Regions from separate parts of the Mus musculus genome. Here all the other regions are linked to region 3. A link is a contact called in public promoter capture Hi-C data. All regions are on one chromosome and are shown on one strand. The core of a region is the stretch at or near the end of the contact, and the rest is flanking DNA. Distances in the headings are between cores, read along the strand shown. Region 1 holds the start of Nup133 (nucleoporin 133). Region 2 holds the start of Dnaaf1 (dynein, axonemal assembly factor 1). Region 3 holds the start of Map1lc3b (microtubule-associated protein 1 light chain 3 beta). Region 4 holds the start of Urb2 (URB2 ribosome biogenesis 2 homolog (S. cerevisiae)). Region 5 holds the start of Galnt2 (polypeptide N-acetylgalactosaminyltransferase 2).

Region 1 (2,700 bases), core at 91-2,590, 2.4 Mb before region 3:
TTTCTCTCATCCTTAGGGCAGAGATGACTCCTCCCTTCCATGTTCTCTCTCCCCCTACCCCCTCCCACTGTATTTACTTCTGATATGCCTAACAACCTTGTGTCCATAATGGTCTCTCAGGTAATTGGGTTTGTTTGTTGGCATTTGAGACAGTGTCTCATGTAGCCCAGGGTGGCTTTGAACAACTTCTGGTCCTACAGAGATTATAGGTGTGTGCAGCCACACCTGGCTCAAGTAGCTACTTCTAAATGCTTTTCTTTTTTTTTCCGAGTTCAATTCCCAGCACCCATGCTAGGTGGCGCACAACCCCCCTGTAACTAACTTCAGAGTCCAATGCCCTCCTTCTGGCTTTCTGAGCTCTTAAAAGATCAAAACTGCCCCAAGGAACTCGATGCCTCTATCAGCAGGAAGTAGTCTACGGATATCGAAGCCCCCTTTTCCTCTAGCCTTCTTTCTCCTACCTAGTGTTGGGGGGTTGAGAGGGAGACAAGTGGTAGAAATAGGAACCCATAAAGTGGTCAAAAGTCTGGCTACAATGTTGTCTAAGTGGGACACAATGAAAAAACCGAAAAGGAAAGGCCACCCGAAGTAACAAGGGACCTCACAAGTTCAGCAAGGGTCCCTGGGCAGTTATCAGCCCTGAATATTTACAAACTCTAGTACAGCCTCGGGCTAATCTCAGTTCACTGTTTAGTAATGTGGGGAGCAGAATGGAAAAGACACCCCCATACACACACTACGGTCTTCCGAAACAGCCGCAGAGGACTAACAGAACTGTGTGCACGCCTGCTATCGGCTTCTACTAGGGTCTGGAACTTCAGGGGCAGCGATGAGAGTGAACATGCCCGGGGACTGGGGGCACTGTCATTTCCGAATCTCCGGCAGTAGGACAGACCCATCAAAATGCAAGCTGTGCCTGGAAAGCAAAAAGCTGCAACCCGCTGCAGAGCCCAGACAATCGAACGAAGAACAAGCCTGAACCGATCTGAATTAGGTTGGGAAAAACTGTGAGCACACCACCGCCGCCCAGAGCGCGACTTCCTCAGCTCCGCCCACGGGCGCCTCCTTCCCCAGCCCACGCTCGCCGCGGAGGGTCAGCTCCAGCCGGAGACCGGCGCTTCTGGCAAGCTCTCGGTCCGGAGCACTGGATCCACCGCGGTGAATCGGGTCGCAGGACTCCAAATCGCCTGCCCCGCCCCTCCCCGGTACTGGATGTGACGTCAACAAAGCGCTCCCAGTTCCGACCTTGCCCCGAGTCTCGGCGCCGATCTTTGACGTCATTGCCATGCGCCTTCCCCTCCCTACTCGCTGAGCGCCCCCTTACGTCATCTCTAGGCGCCTTCCCGCCCCTCAGGTGTTCAAGCTCCGGGCGCGCGAGGTTCTCGCTATTAGCCCGCGAGTGCCGCTTCCTCCACGCTCTCTGCAAACATGTTTCCGAGCGTCTCCTCTCCGCGAACCCCAGGGCCGGGGACCCGACGCGGTCCGCTAGTCGGGATCGGGCCCACGTCCACGCCTAGAGCGAGCAGGAGGGGTCTGTCTCTGGGATCTGCGGTTAACTCGCCCGTGCTGTTCTCGCCCGCAGGCCGGCGCAGCTCGGTGAGCTCACGGTAAGTGGGGGTTCGGGGACCAGCGGGGTCCGCTCCACAGCGGGGAGGTGGAGCCTGGCAGTGGGGTAAGCTGCCGCAGAGTTCGAAAGTACTTCTGGTCATTCTCGCGTTTTATTGTCGCTGCTTAATGGTGGCCCTCGTTTTGCCCGTTCTCTGTTTAACTCTTTATTGGACCCATGGATTCACTCTGTCTCCGCGCTACAGAAAAGAATGAAAGAACCTTTTGAGCACTACGCTTGCAAGGTAGGAACATACTTCAGATTATTGTAAAGATTAAAAAGTCATTTCTTTATTATGTTGACACAGGTCAGTGTCGGGCTGCTGTTTGTTTAAAGTTGTGGTTTGACTCTGTGGCGTTTGACACGAGTAACATTTGGTCTGGTGTAGTCTTTTTGTGATATAGTGTAGGAATGCAGCCTGGAACTCAGTCCTGTCCACTTTGGGACAGCCCATGCTACGTACCCTAGGCTGACTTTGCTCAATCCACTTTTAAGATTCTTCTATTTCAAGCATGCAGTAGCTTGTCTGGCTACCATCATTTTGTTTAACACTTCCAGCTTTAAGTCAGGATCTCAGCATCTCAGGATTCAGTACACCTATCTGAGTCATGGTAAGAGCCTACAAACCTGGCAAAAATGTTTTCTCAGTGCCTAGCAAATGCTTATTACTACATACTGATTGGCAGTTAAAGGACTTGGGCCACAAAATGTGATGGTTGTGACTAGGTTACATAAAAGCACTTTGTGTGTGTGTGTGTGTGTGTGTGTGTGTGTGAGAGAGAGAGAGAGAGAGCGTGCTTCACTAAAGATGCTGGTGTGCTGCCAAGTCCACATGTATAGTAGAATTGTTACCCTCCTCAATGTAATTAACACGAAAATTCAGAATTGGGTTACCTTTTTCTAGAAGAATTTCTTCTGTTCATCTTTCAAAAGTGAATTTCTGGGATGGAAAGATGGCTCTGGGGATAAGAGCACTTGCTTTTCGATATCTATCTATCTATCATACAATCATATATATATATATACACATATATACACACACACACATATATGTATATATGATGGGTTAAAAAGATAGTAAGATGCATATATGT
Region 2 (2,700 bases), core at 126-2,625, 2.0 Mb after region 3:
AGCAAGATAAGTAGAGTTGTACTTAAATCTAATTCTAGTTTAGATGTTTCTGTTAAAATCTGCTCAACAGAACAGAAGTTCATCAAGCCCCCCCCCTCTCTCTTTCTAAAAAGATTTATTTTATTTATATGAGTACATTGTATCTGTCTTCAGACCCACCAGAAGAGGCCATGGATCCTATTATAGTTGTGAACCACCACGTGGTTGCAGGGAATTGAACTCAGGACGTTTGGAAGAGCAGTCAGTGTTCTTAACCGCTGAGCCAACTTTCCAGCCCGCAAGCCCATTTCTCTTACCAGGGACAGCAGAAGGGCAGCTCTGGGACAGGGCAAGAGCTCTGTCTCTCCCCACTTTGGTTCAGAGATAACTGTGATGCAGTTTGCTGTGTAAATCTCCCCCCTACCCCTTTTGCCAGGTGTGAGCACCTACAGTTCCCACTCCTGTAAACGTGTTTAATTGCTCAAAGTGTAACTTAGGGGCGGCAACATAAAAACAACTCACTGATAAAAGCACACACAAGAACAGGGTGTGATCAGTTTGATCGCTCAAACCTGTGTAAAAGAAGCAAGCTTTGTTCTGGGCTGGTCTCTCCTTGGATGTTAGAACCCTGTGCACACTATTAAATATGAAAGACATTTTCCAGGGCCTGGAGAGATGGCTCAGCGGGTAAGAGTACTGACTGCTCTACAGAAGGTTCCGAGAGTTCAAGTCCCAGCAATCACATGGTTGATCTTAACCTCTGCATGTATGTACTTCTGAGATTCAAACTCAGGTCTGGAGGATTGTGTTGCAAGCACTTTTACCCTGCAAGGCGCCTCTAGAAGCCTTAGATAAATGTAACGTCAAGAGCTGATGAACTCTCTGTACTTGTGGTTTGTTGAATGACGCTGAACACTGTTTGGGAACTGTGTCTTACACTCATTGCAAACAATTCCCAGCCACAGGAAGGTATCTAATAAATTATCATGGAATAAATAATGGGTCTTCTATATGTACTGGATTGATCATATCAATAAAGGTGCTGTTCTTGTAGCTGTATGGATGGGTATGTGTGAGGGGTGCTGGTTGTCCCCAGCTGAGTGAAATGGGCATGTGTGAGGGACACGAGCCCTCGCCCCTTTGGCTTCCCAGCGCTAAGGCACCTTCTTTACGGATCCCTGGCCCCGCGTCGCCGTGATCGCCTGCCGACTCCTCCAGACTGGGCTCCGCCACGCTGTCCACCGGCGGCTCAGAGACTTCGGGGTGCATGCTCACTCCTGGCCCGACCACTCAGCCCTAATACTCTACGGTCCGCGTCGTTGGCTGTCCAACGCTTTCCCGGTCGCCGCGGCAACCAGTGCGCACGCGCAGTCAGTTACGCCGCCGAGGGCGGGCCTAGCCGAGGGGGGGCCACGGGGGAAACTGCACCCGGGCGCGTGCGCGGATCACGTGGGTAGCGGACCTGCGGTGGTGTCCCGGGGCGGCGGCCGCGCGGGCAGCGGGCGGGACGGGCTTCGGAGACCGCGCCTCTCGCTGCAGGTATTGCGCCCGCGCCCCTCACGCCCCTCGCGCCCCGCTTCCGTCCCTGGCCACGCCCCCTGGACCCCGACCCTCGGGAACGCCCTCCCCCCCGCCGCGCCCCGTAGCGGGGAACTCTGGTTCCGCGCTCTAGGCAGCCGCTCAGCTCCCTGAGCAGGTGTCCCGGGCCTGGTCCTCGGCAGGAGGCTCGCACAGGCGACACGCCCCGGGACGGCCCTTTTGTCGGTGTCTCTTTATCCTCCTTTATTCCTGGTCGCTAGGTCTAAGTAGGTTCTAAGTCTCAGGACTGATGCAGAATGGCCGCGCTGCTGAAGAAAGCGCGCAGCTTCTGCAGAGCCCGGTGGGTTTTGCAGAGTCGCTGGGCCGTGCCCGGCGCCACTGGGGAGGGATGGGACACTAGCAGGGAGTCCCTGTTCTGCTACCAGGACTCAGCCGCACCCCTGGGCGGTGACCGCAGCGGGTTCGGGTTCCCACGGGGAGTCTCAACGACCACCTGCCAGGGCTCTGGGCCGAGCCTTCGCTGAGATCCTGGGATGTCGTTGCGTCCGTTTCCTTCCTCTTGTGTAGTACACCCGGGTGCGATTGAGGAAGGGGATAAAGTGAAGCCGCGGGGACAGCGCTCTTAGCTTCTTCATAAACTCGGGTCAGTACGAATAGGGGTCGCTAGCATCGAACCCTGAGCGATGATCCTGCCTAGTGGCTCCGGTTTATTGAGGGGTGGCGGGAAGGCACTGTTGCAAATGCTTTTTATGCGTCACCTCATCGAATTCTCGTTGTAGGGGAGAAGCGTTAGCCGCTTTTTACAGGTGGTGGTGTTGTAACTTCATTCCCAAGGGTGGGATGGCTTTTTCAGAGTGACCCTAGTCATTGCTAAAATATTACAGACGCGCCATGTCCAACGTTACTTTATCAGTGGAGGGTGTGTGTGTGTGTTGGGGCGGGGGGAGTGTTGTTTATTTATGTGTGGGTGTGGAGGCTACGGGTCAGTGTCTGTCACTTGCAACCTTATTTTTCGAGAAAACGTCTCTCACAGAACTCAAGAGTTTTCTTTATGTTTGACTGACTGACTGGCCCCCAGGGTCCTCTCGTCTGCTCCTTTCTTCCCAATACTGAAATTACAAATTGGTTCTGCTTACATACCCACTCTTAGATACTGCTGGGGACCTCAGCTCAGGTCCTTAA
Region 3 (2,700 bases), core at 55-2,554:
GACCGTTTTGGGGGTGGGGAAGCAAACACTGGATCACCCCAGAAAAACTCAGTGGAACCACTTGAGAAGCCTGAAATCACGTGATCAGTTCTAAACTTGGGAAATTGGGCGCGTCCTTCTAAGAATCTGCAAGCCTACACGGGCCTCCTGGCTGCCAGTCTCCTTCCTTACAGCACTGGGGATGATCGCTGCTTACTGGAAGTGTAAGAATTTATAACAGAAAGCTAATGGGACTCTGCCACTAGGCGGACCCTGAGCTTCACCGCCCTAAGCCCCACCCAGGTGCTTCAGCTACAAAGGGTCGGTTTGGGGTGAGCCCTACCTAAATCCATCCACCTTGTAAACATTCCCGCAGTCTGGATAGTGGAAACTCTAGAGCTCCAACCTAAATCCCTCCAAACTCACTGGAAAGGAGCAAGACCGGTCCTGGCCTCCTCAAAGGGGCCGCTTTGAACATCTGTGTGGGGAACCTCTCAACTGTCAGTGCCCACCAGTTTAGGTCCAATAAAGTCAAAAAGCAAAGGAAAGCCGCAGCAATCGGATGCCCGCGCTTTCTTCAGAATAGCTGGGTTAGGGAGAGAGGGAAGGCAATCTAGAGAAAAACAATCGCAAGCCAGATGGAGCTTCGGAGAGATTACCCCCGGCCACTCTGGGGACCCGCGTCAGAGCTAATGTTTGTGCACGGCTCATTTTCCCCAACCCACACTCCTTTCTTGAGGGCTGTTCCAGAATAACTTAAGATCAGTACAAGCAAACAAAACAAAACAGCTGTTAAGTTTCCGTTATGAGACAAAGGCCACCCCCCCCTCCACACACACACATATGCCCAAGACGACTTCGGGTGCAAAGGCGGCTGGGTGCTGCTCCGAGGCTTGCGGGGCGCCCGGACCTGGGGCCCACGAAGGACACAGCCAAGCGCGCAGAGCCTGCGGTACCCTACGCCACCGGGGTCGGGCCTCCAGTCCCGCAGGGGACGCCGAGCCCATCGGCGACCGACGGCCAAGGCGACGCTGAGCACCCGAGCTACCCCGGAGACCGAACCCCCCCGAGACCAATATCCCACTGGCTGCGTCGCTCCGGGCCCCGCCGGGTCTCGGCCCCGCAAGACACCACCGGCGTCCGGGCATTCAGCGCTCCCGGCACCCGGATCTCCCATCCCCGGGCCCGCGGGGCTCACCAAAGCTCCGGCGCTGCTTGAAGGTCTTCTCGGACGGCATGGCGCGCGGGGGTCCCGAGCCAGACGATCTGACTCCGGCGACGATCACTTCCCTTGTGTGTGTCTCAGTCCGCAGCCGAGTCAGGTGACTCGCGGCGCGTCACCGAGGGTGGGGCCGAGGGCGGCCCCCGAGAGCGGCCATGACAGGCGTGGCGGAAGCTCGGCGGCGCGCAAGCGTGCACGCGCCCAAGCCATGCGCCTGCGCCTACGCCAGCTACGCTGGGCGCTCGCTGGGCACACGCTGGGCGAGCATCTGTTAACTGTCTGCGTGGGTCGGGCGCTGGTGCGATGGAGTCCTGCAGACTTCATTCCCCTTCAGTCCTTGCATGATCCAGCTGGTGGTCCAATGTCCGCTCCCTTGCCGCTGTATTTGATATTCCTAAATTCTACCCACCCCCAACCCAAATAACAAAAAACTGACTTGTGGTCTTGCCTGCTAAATCTTTACGATTATGGAGACGTCTGGAGACTTATGGTTGGATCTGATCTTGTGGCTCTTCCCCTGCGAGTCTTGTGCTGCCATAAACACAAGTATTTACTCCTAAGTCGAAGTCGCAGAGAAGCAAGGTCTTAGGGACTACAGACTTGTCACTGGAGGGCAAGATCAATGACTTGTTCCAGCAAAAAGAAAGACGATGACAACACCTGCTGTGCAACCTGTCCACTCTCTCTTCCCATAAAAGCCCTTTTATGTGTCTGAGCTTGCTGAGCATGGAATTTGAGGGGCATGGCTCACCTATCTTTCCAGGGTGCTAGCCCATGTGTGCCCTCATTTCCTTACTACCACCTATCACGTTTTTTGTTTTTTTAGATTTTTTTGGTTGGTGAGCAATCAGACTGTGTCCAGGAACTGCAGCAGAGGCCTGATCCCGACAGGATCCACCTTGGAAAGCCACAGAGCACAGTTCTGTCCCAAGAGCTTTATCTCAGCTGTCCCTTCTCAGACAGATCCTTCTACCTCAGGTGACCCCAGGGTGGCTTTATCACAGGCATGTCCTCACTTTGACTCCTGCTGAGCCTGGGCCTGATTACAGGCTAGGACAGGTTTCAGTCTCCTCAGGCCAGGCCAATGGTCAGTCAGCCACGGTTTAGCACTTTCTCTGGGCCTCAAGCTACTTCCTATCTTCAGTTTGTAGGAGCAGGTGACAGACAGGTCTAGAGTGTGGAGCAGCCACCTCACCCCCATCCCACCCCCAGTGATGCCACATCTGAGCCAGCCTTGTGACCCTGCAGACCTACCACCTGACACTGTACTATCCCTACAGCCCAGACTTCCTCCTTTAAATGGAAATAACCTTCTTCAAGTGCTGTTTGTCCAAGGGATCTTCTACATCTCTGTGACCGGGAAAAGCTGAAAACACATTATGGAGTGAAATCCTGAGGGCTGGTTACTTTCCTTTGTTTGCTTGCTTTGCATTGTTAATTGCCCGAACTTTGTTGTTTTGTATGAAGCTTCTGGTCTGAGGTGCAAGAGACCAGGCTAA
Region 4 (2,700 bases), core at 47-2,546, 2.4 Mb before region 3:
GAACACTTGTGACTCCTGTAGAGAGCCCGAGTCCAGTTCCTAGCACCCACAACGATCTGTAAGTCAATTTCCAGGGAATTCTGCATCTTCTCCCCAGGATCCTCATGAATGTCAGACAAAAGGAGCAAAGAGAGAAAGAAACAGAATTCAGGCATTAATTTCAATAAAAATGCTCTTACTTCTACTGTAACAGTAACTCGTCACACACAGCTACAGTAGACAAAAACCATATACAATCTTTAAAATCCCAAGTAACAAAGGAAAGGATACATTAACAACCTACACTTGCTATGAAACCCAGCTAAACCTTTTGAGTTTTTAAAAGTCATAAAGTTTGTTTCCATTATGGTAAACAACTTAGCTTAAACCCTGACAGAACATTCACCACGCTGCTGTGTTGAGGCAAGAGACTGTGCACTTTGGAAAGCTTACTACAGGCCTTCAGAACTGAGAGGCCTCCCTTCCTGTCCTCGCCCTCTGACTACCTCGGGAAGGGTTTAGGGCAGGGTTTTTCCACCTGCGGGTCACACGCCCACAAGATTGCAAACCAGGTATTTATTCACATTATGCTTCCAACAGTAGGAAAATTGCAATTATAATATAGCAACAAAATAACTTCATGGCGGGGGGGGGGGGGGCGTGTCACCACAACATGAACAAAGGGTTGCAGGATTAGGAAGGTTGAGAATCAATGTTCTAGGGGGCTGGAAAGATGACTCCGTGGTTAGGATTACTTACTGCTGTTCCAGAGAACCCAGGTTCGAGTCCCAATATCCCACATCTTGGCTCACAACCACCACTCCAGTTCTAGAGGAACGCCCCTCTTTTATCCTCTGCGGGTGTACATAAAACACCCATACAAATAAAAAGTTTGGTTTTGGTGGTGGTGGTGGTGGTGGTGGTGGTGGTGGTGGTGGTGGTGGAGGAGGAGGAGGAGGAGGAGGTGGTGGTTCTAGTTTATCATGATACCTTCAAATCCTACTACCTGGATCGGGGCTCCCTCGAGTCCGAGCTCCGTGTAGGAGATCGGGGTGCTCTCTAACGTGGGTCTCCCTCAGATCAAGGTTCTCTCAAGTGGAGCTCCTTCAGTTCGGGGTAAAGCAGTTCAGAACCTCAAGCAGGGTTCCATAGCGGGAACTCCCTCGGGCAGAGGCTCCTCCGATCCCGGCTCTCCAGCCGGTTCCCTCCTGTTAGGACTGGTGTCCGCATCCGCCAAACTGGCGCCTCGGCGCAGAGGAAACCCAAACTCTCCAACCGTCCGCTCACCTGGGACCTCCACGGCGGCGAGCCACATGTGAGGGAGGCGCTTCCGGCAGACGTTGACGCCAACGGCTCGGGGCGGGGAGGGGCGTCACGCAGACATCGCTAGAGGAGCGCCGAGCGCGCCCTGGCCGCGGCGGCGTCGCGCGTCCGCGGCCTAGCCCGGCGTGCCCGCTCCGTCAGGCGGTCATGGGGCGGCCACCGAGAACCGCGAGCGCGGGAGGACGTAGGGCGCGGGGACCCGGCTAGCCGGTCGTCGTACGGAGTCCTACGGCGGGCAACCGATACGGAAGCAGCCGGTGCCGGGGCGGCGGCGGGGCAGCGGGAGCCGCCTGGGATGTTCAGTGAGTGCGGGCGGGGCGCGGGACAGGGCGGGGGGGGGGAGGGGACGCGGGGGAGGGGCCTCGGGCGGGAGAGCGCGCGCGCGCGCGCCCGCCCCTGCGCAGTCCCGGCCCTGCTCGCGCGCGCGCGGGTCCGAGCGACCCCGCACGTGGCGGCCCCGGCTGCACGCGCCCGGAGACCCCGCGGCCCCGCCGGGCGCCCTCGCGCGGAGCCAACTGCGAGCTCACGAGGGCGCTCGGCGGAAGTGGGCAGCGGACGGAGGGCTCGCGGCTGCCGCGGGGAGACGCGGCCCCGCGGACCTCGCAGGCGCTGTGGCTCCGGCGTCGAGAGGTGAGTTTTCCCCTTCGCCGGGACCGGCAGGTGGAGGATAGCCTCGGGGCTCTGCCGGGAGTCCCGTCCAGTCCGACCCGCCCTATTAGAAAGTGAAGTAGGAAGGGAGTCTGCCTTTCTCCAGGTTACAGACTTTTTGGCTGTAACCTGGGGCTGAGTGTCACGGATGGAGTTGGTGACCGCAGAGACTTAGAGTTGCAAGCCGTGTAGCAGGCGAGCTTGCTGCCTCGGTTTCTTCTCCTGTAAAATGGGAGGGTAATTTAAGCCCAGACTCTGCTGGTAGTGGTGGCGCACTCCGTAATCCCCACACTCTGTAGGCTGAGGCAGAAAGATTGCTGCGAATTGTTGGCCATCCTGGTGTACGAAGTGAGTTCTGCACCAGTCTAAACCACAGAGTGAGACTTGGTCTAAATACACGTGCATACACACACACATACACATATGAGAGCCTTGTTTTATGAACTATAAAGCGAATATTAAATCAGAAAACCCAAAATGTCAGTTTGTGCCTTCAGTATTTGCCATCAGTAATAAATAAATTTGGTTCGTGTGTTTTGGGACAGTCTTCCAACTGTGAGATTTGTGTGTACTTCTGTCACTGAAGAGAGGCAAAAACCTCTTCTGACTACTTAGTAACTGGTTATTCTTTTTGTTACTCTGTCACAATCTATGAACAACATCTGGGGACAAAAGAAGGGGCTTTGCTTCTTTTCTGACTTGTTTTAGCTTGACCTTGTGTGACGCCAGCGCTGCTCATTGAACACTACT
Region 5 (2,700 bases), core at 174-2,673, 2.6 Mb before region 3:
TCCGTACCTGCAGCTAGGAATAACTTGAAGATGCCAGAGAAAAAGGGAATCAGCCATGTGCCTTTGACATTCAGTGTCTGAGTAGGGGTAAAGTCGGCGGCTGCTCATGGGCAGTCCATCCTACTCAAGATTCTACCCCCTATCTCCCTAAGCCGCGATCTACCTCCATTCTTTTCTGGTCGTGTACTGTTACTCAAAATCAAGTAAGGAGGGCTACAAATCTTTGGAAAAGATAACTATATTTCGAAGCTCGTTAGCTAGTAAAACACCACAAACCCCTCAGGAGAGAATACAACAGCCTAGACAGCACCAACCAAGGCAAGGATCCCACGCTCGCTCGGTGTCCACTCGGTACCCAAGCCGAGATGACTGCCGAATCAGAACCTGTAAGCTCTAAGACTCCCGGCCTCACTACCGAACCCACCAGAGACACACACCGAGGAGGGACTTGGGGTTAGGAAATGCGGACTTGGGGTTAGGAAATGCAAGCGCAAAAGGCTAGGTAGTTCCCGCCGCCGTGAGCGGCCAAGGGCCGAGGTGGGCAGTGTAGCAAGTAGAACGGGAGGTCTGACAGAACCACGGTACGACCTCACTGCCGGGGTGCTGGATGGGGAGGATAGGGAGGGATCACGCCTCTGATCACTGGAGCACCAGGGTTCCAGCCCGACCAAGGTCCCCAAGATCTGGGCGCAAGACGAGAGGGTCGCGGGTTCCAGTTGGGCGGAATGTGGCTCGGGGAGCACCGGGTTTCGGGTGACAACGATCCCCAAGATCCCGGAGCAGGGAGTGGGGCTCCGGGGTGATCTGGGCGGAGTACGGAGCAGGGGGCAGGGAGTCCGGCGGAAGGGTTGTCCCTATGATCCCGGCACAGGGAGTGGAGCGCAGTGTCGCCAGCGAGATAACAGCCTCCAAGATCCTGGCGCAGGGCGGTACGTGGCTCCGGGTGCCCGCGCCCCGCATGCGGGAGGCAAGTCGCTGCACCCAGAGCCGCGGGTGAGCCGGACAGGGCCGGAGCTCGCGCCGCTGGCCTGAGGGCCCGGAGAAAACTTGAGGCGCGCGTCCCGGCCAGGGTCCCCACATCTGCTGCCCCGAGCCGGGGAGCACTCTCGGTGCACGGCGCCTCCCCGCTGCAGGCCCGGGTCGGCGCACAGGCCTCGCGGCACTCACCTTCCTGCCGGCGCCGCCCCCGCCCGCGGCCAGCGCGGAGCCGCCCCCCGAGTACATGTAGTAGGCGATGCCCAGGACCCAGAGCAGCGCGAAGCACAGCAGCATCCGCGAGCGCCGCCGCATCCTCGCTCTGGGCGGCCGCCGGGCAGCCTGGCGGCGCGGCGGGCGGAGCGCGCGGCGGGCGGAGCTCGGGGCGGCGGCGCGGGAAGACGCGGCGCTCGGCGGGCGGCGCTCGGCGCTCGGCGCTCGGCGCCCGGCAGGAAGCGGCGGCCCAGCGGCGGGGTCAGGGAGCAAAGGGCGACCAATCGACGCTGAGGGGCGGGCGCGGGGGCGGAGCCGAGTCTCCATGGCAGCGGCGCCCCGCCCACTGCGCGCCCCCGGGAGTGGCAGGTGGAGGCAGCGGGCGCGGACGCGCGGTTCCCCAAAGACTTGGAATGGGCCAGTCTGCAGAGATCGCCCCGGCCCGCCATCCGTCACATTCACTATTTGGGCAATAGTGGGTTCTTGGGTTTTTATTTTTTATTTGTGCTTTCTCTTTTTTAATATAAGGTCTCATCCTATAATCCAGACTGACCTCGAACTCACCATCCAGCCCATGCTGGCCTCAATCTCGCAGCACTCCTTTTGCATCAGACTTCTGAGTCCTGGGATAACAGGAATGCACTGCCCTGTGGTCTGAACAAGACTAAGACAGGGAAGGTAGATTTCAAGGCGCTTGCTTGTAAGGATGACCCTTCCTGCTCTTAAAAGCAAAATGGAATGGTGGTGGTTTTAAATAAACGTGAAAAAGAGGGGAGATAGATGGTAATTTATGTTTTTAAATCTTTTCGGTTTTTTATTGGTTGCTTTCTTGAAGGAATGAGGTGAGCATAGTAACCCACTTAATAGAGCAGGCAGCAGCGAGTTCCCTGACAGCAGCTCTGGTGACTGTAACCTTGTCCATGACCTTGTGACTCTAAGTCCCTGTGTCTGGAAAAGAATTTCCAGTACTTGAGAGCCTGCAAATATTTCTGAGATCTGCCCACACTGCAGGAGGAAGGAACTCCCTGGGCGGCAGTCTGCCCAATCCTGAACAAAGAGCACCGCAAGCCTTGGGCTACCAGGATTCTGAGCCTCACCTGAACTTCAGACTTCTCAGAAGTGAGAAGGGAAAGCCTCTTAGTTCCACCAGACACCCCATTCCTGAAGACACCCCATTCCTGAAGACATCCCATTCCACCAGGCACCCCATTCCACCAGGCACCCCATTCTGCAAACACCCTTCACAGAAGACAGGTTTCTCATACCCTAAGAAGTTCCGTTCCAAGTACTAGAATCCGAGCACTGTACTGACCAGGGAAGAGATTTGTAAAATACTGAAGAGATGACAGGCTTGAAAACACCCAAGAGTCTTGGGGACAGTCAGATAAGTGGGAACAACTGTTGCCCCTCAGAGGCCTGGGAGTGAAGGGAAAGAAGAGGAAGCAGGACAAACCCCAAAGAGCAGGAAAGAGACAAGCAAGTGGCCCCTCCCCCAGCATAGCATCAGCATCA

What was found. Promoter capture Hi-C pulls out the DNA fragments that hold promoters and counts their contacts. Capture Hi-C pulls out chosen DNA fragments and counts their contacts.
Region 1: a promoter capture Hi-C map of pre-B cells shows a contact between it and region 3, with 2.9 times the contacts expected there. The contact joins the promoter of Nup133 here to the promoter of Map1lc3b in region 3. A contact is called at or near these places in 1 of 39 promoter capture datasets (pre-B cells) and 2 of 9 other capture datasets (adipose tissue and liver).
Region 2: a contact with region 3 is called in a promoter capture Hi-C map of pre-B cells, with 2.9 times the contacts expected there. The contact joins the promoter of Dnaaf1 here to the promoter of Map1lc3b in region 3. A contact is called at or near these places in 1 of 39 promoter capture datasets (pre-B cells), 1 of 484 Hi-C or Micro-C datasets (CD4 T cells), 1 of 115 datasets of contacts at active chromatin or transcription factors (thymic regulatory T cells) and 1 of 9 other capture datasets (liver).
Region 4: a promoter capture Hi-C map of liver shows a contact between it and region 3, with 5 times the contacts expected there. The contact joins the promoter of Urb2 here to the promoter of Map1lc3b in region 3. A contact is called at or near these places in 2 of 39 promoter capture datasets (embryonic stem cells and pre-B cells) and 2 of 9 other capture datasets (adipose tissue and liver).
Region 5: a contact with region 3 is called in a promoter capture Hi-C map of pre-B cells, with 5 times the contacts expected there. The contact joins the promoter of Galnt2 here to the promoter of Map1lc3b in region 3. A contact is called at or near these places in 2 of 39 promoter capture datasets (liver and pre-B cells) and 1 of 115 datasets of contacts at active chromatin or transcription factors (embryonic stem cells).

What each region holds. Positions count from the first base shown.
Region 1 is chr8:123,947,905-123,950,604 of GRCm38.p6, reverse strand. It overlaps Nup133 (nucleoporin 133), which reads left to right and starts at 1,340. Exons shown (of 26, transcript NM_172288.2): 1 at 1,340-1,607. The coding sequence starts at 1,429.
Region 2 is chr8:119,573,910-119,576,609 of GRCm38.p6, reverse strand. Dnaaf1 (dynein, axonemal assembly factor 1) reads right to left here and starts at 1,375. Exons shown (of 12, transcript NM_026648.4): 1 at 1,143-1,375. The coding sequence starts at 1,248. It overlaps Hsdl1 (hydroxysteroid dehydrogenase like 1), which reads left to right and starts at 1,435. Exons shown (of 5, transcript NM_175185.5): 1 at 1,435-1,518.
Region 3 is chr8:121,589,042-121,591,741 of GRCm38.p6, reverse strand. Map1lc3b (microtubule-associated protein 1 light chain 3 beta) reads right to left here and starts at 1,304. Exons shown (of 4, transcript NM_026160.5): 1 at 1,178-1,304. The coding sequence starts at 1,217.
Region 4 is chr8:124,020,093-124,022,792 of GRCm38.p6, reverse strand. It overlaps Urb2 (URB2 ribosome biogenesis 2 homolog (S. cerevisiae)), which reads right to left and starts at 1,296. Exons shown (of 10, transcript NM_001368414.1): 1 at 1,267-1,296. Taf5l (TATA-box binding protein associated factor 5 like) reads left to right here and starts at 1,396. Exons shown (of 5, transcript NM_133966.3): 1 at 1,396-1,604. It overlaps Mir1967 (microRNA 1967), which reads right to left and starts at 152; the gene lies at 71-152.
Region 5 is chr8:124,230,117-124,232,816 of GRCm38.p6, reverse strand. Galnt2 (polypeptide N-acetylgalactosaminyltransferase 2) reads right to left here and starts at 1,423. Exons shown (of 16, transcript NM_139272.2): 1 at 1,168-1,423. The coding sequence starts at 1,290.